2 separate regions of the Mus musculus genome follow, and region 1 is linked to region 2. A link is a contact called in public HiChIP or PLAC-seq data. All regions are on one chromosome and are shown on one strand. The core of a region is the stretch at or near the end of the contact, and the rest is flanking DNA. Distances in the headings are between cores, read along the strand shown. Region 1 overlaps Gm17767 (predicted gene, 17767). Region 2 has its middle 58 kb from the start of Nabp1.

Region 1 (3,311 bases), core at 738-3,237, 160 kb after region 2:
ATAGCAGCATTACCCTGTTCTTTTAAAAATACAGATCATATCTATTCTCTCTGCATTTTCCACATTATAACCATGGTGGGTTTTTTTTTTTTAATCCTTGACAGGTTGCAATTAGATTTCTTGCTTGCCATTGTATTATAGCAAATACTGTTATTATGGTAGAAGTAATTCACTTTATTTAGTGTACTACTCAGATAGTCGGCCAGATGCCTCCGATAGTAAATGTCATTCCCATTCTTTAATTATAATTTTTAATCTTTTCTGGTTTGCTGTTCTTTCAGTAGATTAATTAGTTTTATTCTAAAATTCAGAAATGGTCTGAGTTTAATGATATTTATTAATATGAATTATTATTTCCTATTGGTTTTCCCCTGCAGAAGAGTAAAGTAATTTTGTTCTTTCAAACTTTTTGGTCTAGTGACACACTGTCAGAGAACAACACAGATTTATTTAGTAATTGAAATTTTTAAAGTTTTTAAAATTATGTGTACGTGTATGTGTGTATATCTGTGTGCCACATATATGCAGGTGCCTGAAGAGACCAGAAAAGGACATTAGAGACCCATGAAGCTGGAGATTCAGACAGCTGTGGATCACCAGCTGTGGTCCAGGGAGCTCTACTCTTCTCTGTCCTCAGGAAGAATATGAGTGCTCTTGACTGCTGAGCCATCTCTCCAGCCACAGCTAGGTGTATTTCTGAAAGTTGGTGGTACTGACATTTCAATGATTGTCAGCCTCGGAGATATGCAACCAAAGGCTTTGGTCACACTCTAAAAGATACGCATTCCTCTAAAGATGTTTCCTTTGTCTAGAGTTGTTTATATACACAGGGCAAGATGAATGAAAGCAAACAAGATATGAAGCATATCTAGAGCCCACACACCCATAATCAAATTAGAACATGCGGCTTATCTGTCTGACAGTGAGGAGCATACTGACCCTACACATCCCTAGGCTACCCCTTAGTGCACTGATGCATTGCACTATTTTCATCTGTGTTGAACGGGCAAATATATTGGATTGACCCTCTTGCTGAGTACATGGATAGCTCAATTCAGTTCAATTGAGCAAGTCAGACAGAGTGAGCATTGTTGAGAAATGGAAGATAGAAGATGGGCTCTATAAACTGGGTGGCACTTACTCAGGTTCTGTGCCTCCCCGTTCTGTGATTTAGGCCAAATTACTTTTATCTCAAAGCTCTGATTGATTGATCTACACAGTAGGTATGTGGGGACTTTGCTCCCAGATTAGCTGTAAGAATTTAAAAGATCCTATTTACAAAGTGCCAGAAACCTAATGTGATAAGAACGCTCATTGCTATCAGGTGTTAGGGGTATTGAAGGTTGGTAATCTATATGCCTGTCATTCATTACTACCTAACAGGAACAAAGAACAACAACAACAACAACAAAAACAGCAACAATAACAAAACCCACATAACTGATTTCAGCTGGGTGAATCTTAGCAGTAGGTTGATGCTGATCTGTTCCGTAGTTCTCTAAGGGCCACTTAGAGTTTGTTTGTGCCATGGTCTTAGCAGGAAATATGAGGGGAGAAGCCTCACTAAATGAACGCAGCCCAAGCACGCTATGTATCATGAACATTTCACAGAGGCAGAAACATGTCCTGTAGCCAAAGCCGAGGGATGGGCAAGGTACTGAGCCTGGTGCTTCAGAGCAACAATTAAGTCACACAGTTTAAACAACCAGAGGTAGGTCAGAACCTGGAGGAATGTGGTTTTTTTTTCCTCTCAATTCTTGCTCCCAGCTATAATGGTACAACGTAAGCAAGTCGCAGATGGTGTTGTGGTTTGGATCTGGAATGCCTCCCAGAGGTATATGTGTGAAAGCTTGGTCTCTAGCTGTGGCAGCTAGCAGGAAATGACAGAAACGTTAGGAAGCAAGGTCTGGTTGGAGTAAATAGGTCATTGGGGTTGGGCCTTTTGAAGCATGCTGGAGCTCCAACCACTTCCTGTCTTTCTGTTTCCTGACAGCTGTAAGGTAAAGGGCCTCCTATGTCACAGGCTTTCAACACTGTGGTATTTTGCTTCACCTAATGCTGAGAAGTAGTGGTCCAGCTGACCTTGGGCTGAAACCTTGAACTCAGAGAAGCCTGTCCTCCTTTATATTGTATGTCACATGTTTTATCACAGTGACAAAGCTGTGACATGGGTGGAGTTCTGTCATATACACAGGGGGAAGGCACAGAAAGCTGCTATAGAAATTGTCCTGTAAGCCTGATAAGGTCAGATCTCCACCCATTTGGGCTTCTCTGACAGCTCTTTGCATCAAAGGTTTACTATCGTGGCAGATTTACCAACATTTTGGGTACAAAGGGCTAACATTTGACCAAATCTGAACCTTTGAGACTCTTGAACCCTGTGTCTGCAAATCAGCCATGCCCGAACAAACACGCAACAAACCCACAGTTACCATTATCAATGTTAACAATAGATTCATGAAATACTAATAAACAGACTTTTAAGAATACCATTTGGCAAAATTGTTGGTGTTTATCAAAGTGTAAGAAGGAACCAGCTGGGGCTGGAGAGATGGCTCAGTGGTTAAGAACACTGACTGCTCTTCCAGAGGTCCTGAGTTCAAATCCCAGCAACCACATGATGGAGATCTGACACCCTCTTCTGGTGTTTCTGAAGATAGTTTCAGTGTACTTATATATAATAAATAAATAAATCTTTAAAAAAAAAAAAGAAGAAGAAGAAGGAACCAGCTGACATCTGGAAGCAGCTCTCCTAGGAGTCCAGTCTTATCTCTCTATCAGATACCCACTCCCACCAGGCATTCCTAGATGATAAAAGAATTGGGCCTAGGTGTTCATTCTAACTGTAAAAGACCAACATAAGTTGATGCCCCGGACGATGTTTCCTGTGTTGTCTCTACTCCTGCTATGAATAACAAGTTTCTGTTAAACTGTGTCTACAATTCCAAACATAGAATATCCAATATTCAGTAGGCATTCATTGTTTAGTCTAAGCATTATGAAGACTTCTGTGTACCTCTTATTTATTCTCTGTTGCATGGTAAAACTAAGGCTGTGCATTGGAGCTAATGAGGAATTAGAATCACCATTTAAAAGTTTGGAAGACATCACAACTGTCAGGTTTTATTCAACTTTCATTTGAGAACCAAGCATTAGAAAGTAACATCCAAATCTTCATTGTTAAGTCTTTGATCAATCAAACAAGATGAGACAGGAAAAATAAATCTATGTTAGGTTCTCCTTCAGGCTGTGTGGTTGGTCTAGCTCAACTGTCTGGACAGAGCTCCTGCCAGCCAAAGCCTCAGACTCTT
Region 2 (3,075 bases), core at 514-3,013:
GGCAACGAGTATCGGCTCTGATTGCCTCTTCTACGCAGATATGCTATTCCATTTGGTATTGGCACCAAAATTGGCATTTTTTTTACATGCATCAGAACCCCACTCAATATTATGAATGTTAGGAAGACCTTTCAATTTCCTAAATTAGAAAAAACACCTTCATTCTCCTAGCTCTTTTTTAAACTTTATTTTAGAATAATTTAAAGTTCTTAATAAAGTTAGAAGATAATACAGGCTCATTAACCTAACATAATCATTATTATCTTACATTAACATAGTACATTTGTCAAAGCTTTTCAAACCAGCATTGGTACAGTATTATTAACTAAGCCAGATTTACTAGAATTTTACCCATTTTTTCATAAATACCTTCATTCTGTTTCAGGATATAGCCTCATATACCATGTCACATTTATTTATCATGGCCTCTAGTCCAGCCTTCTCACAGTTCCAACAATGTTCTATTATATATTAATATAATCTGCTTTCTATTTCTAATCAGGTTCTATTATAACCTGATTTTTGTGACTTTTCGAGTCTTGTGTATTGTGATGGTTTGTATATGCTGGGCCTAGAGAAGGGCACTATTAGAAGGAGTGGCCCTGTTGGAATAGGTGTGGCCTTGTTGGAGTAAGTGTGTCACTGTGGGCGTGGGCTTTAAAACCCTCACCCTAGCTGCCTGGAAGCCAGTATTCTGCTAGCAGCATTCAGATGAAGATGTGGAACTCTCGTCTTTGCCTGCACCACACCTGCCTGGATGTTGCCATGCTCCCATCTTGATGATAATGGACTGAACCTTTGAACCTGTAAGCCAGCCCCAATTAAATGTTGTCCTTATAAGAGTTGCCTTGGTCATGGTATCTAGTCACAGAAGTAAAACCTTTACTAAGACATGTACTGTAGGAAGTATTCCTGTTTTCTTTGTTCTCACAATGAAGAAACATATGAAATGAGACTCACACACACCCAATTTCACCTTGTCAGATCATATACCATGTCCATATATCTCTGACCATTTGTCTATAAGGCCTGACGTTGTAGTTGCCAAGTTTCTCCATTATAAAATCACTATTTCTTTCTTTCCAGAATCTATCATTCTAAATAAAATCACAAATTCCTGCCATCACTAAAACAAAATAATTCCACCTTCTGAAGAAACACACACACACAATCTCCTCTAAAGAAGATTCACTTCTTGTCTTTTTTCCAATTATGTACATTGGTTTTATTCTTTGGGTATTATTAAATATTATACTATCTTGTTACTTAAATTGTTCCAGCTCCTTTCGTTCGAATGCTGTGTTGTTAACATAGCCTCATTTTTGTCAGGGGAGGGGAAATTCTCCTATGTCTTTGGGTCTATGTCTTTGTGTGTGTGTGTGTGTGTTTCATATAATTGCTTGGCTTAAGATAATATCTGCATGCCAGTGACTCTCAGTCACAAAGCTCCTCTGAACTCCAGAAGTATTCTCTTCTTCCTTCTCCTAAGCTCCTCTTGGATATCTAGTAATAACGAAACCTAAACAAGTCTATATCAGACCATATCTCCCACACACCCCATCCAGTCTCTCCATCTGTGGTGGTTTGAATGAGAATATCCCCCCATAGTCTCAGATGTTTCAAAACTTGGTGGCTAGTTTGTGGGTATAAGAGGTGTATAGCCTTGCTGAAGGAAGTATGGGATGGAATGGGAGGTTAAGCCTCAACAGGATCAAGCTATTCCCAGCATACTCTCTGTGCTTCCTACGGGTGACTCAAGATGTATGCCCTCGAGCTTCTGCTCTGGCTGCCATGTGATAGATTCTTGTACTGCGACACTCTCTGGCTGAGGCTTGAAAGCTACTCATGAAGCAAACGAGTTTCACAGAAACTCGCTCCTGGAGTCTGGCATTCTCTCTAACCCATACATTAATTTTTCATTCCCGCGTTAGTCTAGTGTATGGATCCACGTGCTCTCTTTTAGTATTATCCTATTATAAGTGCCTTTAAAGATTGAATTTTGACATAGCTAAAGCCTTCCACCAGTGTTCCAACAGTCCTAGAACGTCCTTGAGCAAGACCATGGGCTTGAAATTCAGTAAGAATGTTGCTAATCAGAATAGCCTCTGGTACTACACTATCACTTTGAATAAAAGCTAAGTCACTCCCTTACACAGGAATTTACCATCACTTAGGAAGAAGGAAGTTTCAGACCAAAGGAGAAACTAGAATAGATACTTAGAACTATAGCGAAGTTACACCCATACACACGTATTTACAATGGCCTAAGGGGAAGGTGGACTATACAATAGAATAAAATAGGAACTATGGCGAGGGCGCGGAGCCCTTGACCCTGGCTTCTAAGATTAGTGAATCTTAGGTGGAACCCTTGTTGATCCCAGTTGTTAACAATGAATTCTATCCCAGGTGGTTCCCGTTAGACCTTTTGTGTTTGCATTCCTCTGTTTTATGTAAGATTCCGGTTACCTCGTTTGTACCTTGTAAATATGTCACCCAACTTCCTTATTGTCTTCTGCATAGAAAGTCTGATGCTCGATTTGACAAAATACATTCAGATCCAACACAACCTCTCCTGTGTGCATCTGTCTGTCAATTCATCCGACGCTTTGCCCACCCGCAACGAGAGACCCGTTCCACGCAGACAAAGGGGCCCAGAGGGTCTAATTTCTGCACAAAGATGAATATATCTAGTTAACTCTGCCTTGCTTTGTATGGTTGAATGGCCAAAGTGAGCGGCATTAGCGTTTTTATAAGATGATTACTCTTGTAGTAATCTTAATTATCAATATATGGGCGAGTTAAAAAGCTTAAGCTTTTGATCAAAATGTAGACTGTAGTCAATGGGACACTGGCAATTTTAACCATAATTTTAAGTTTCCGTTGTAATATTAGAATATATCTATAACTTTTGGAAAGTAAGACCCAATTTTAAACAATTTATTCTCTTTAAAATCAATACTAGAAACATCACTATCATGTTACGAAGTTTGGCTGCCAATTCATGAATGCATGACAGAGCAAATTTTAATGTTTCATTAAAGAGACATTGTTTTAAAATCTTCTCTATAAGTTTAC

What was found. HiChIP or PLAC-seq counts read pairs in DNA pulled down with a chosen protein or histone mark.
Region 1: an H3K27ac HiChIP or PLAC-seq map of trophoblast stem cells shows a contact between it and region 2, with 4 times the contacts expected there. The contact joins two enhancer-like sites. A contact is called at or near these places in 2 of 15 datasets of contacts at CTCF or cohesin (the NIH/3T3 cell line and large pre-B cells), 2 of 115 datasets of contacts at active chromatin or transcription factors (extraembryonic endoderm stem cells and trophoblast stem cells) and 1 of 9 other capture datasets (embryonic stem cells).

The regions. Positions count from the first base shown.
Region 1 is chr1:51,583,169-51,586,479 of GRCm38.p6, forward strand. The region is part of intron 2 of Gm17767 (predicted gene, 17767); the gene reads right to left. Among named protein-coding and RNA genes, the nearest start is that of Gm17767, 12 kb to the right of the region's middle. Within about 2 kb of position 1,988, at least 138 of the 459 cell types and tissues checked have an H3K27ac peak or open chromatin away from gene starts, as enhancers often do. A contact at or near this core is called in trophoblast stem cells, where this site is marked.
Region 2 is chr1:51,418,953-51,422,027 of GRCm38.p6, forward strand. No RefSeq gene overlaps it. Among named protein-coding and RNA genes, the nearest start is that of Nabp1, 58 kb to the right of the region's middle. Within about 2 kb of position 1,764, at least 6 of the 459 cell types and tissues checked have an H3K27ac peak or open chromatin away from gene starts, as enhancers often do. A contact at or near this core is called in trophoblast stem cells, where this site is marked.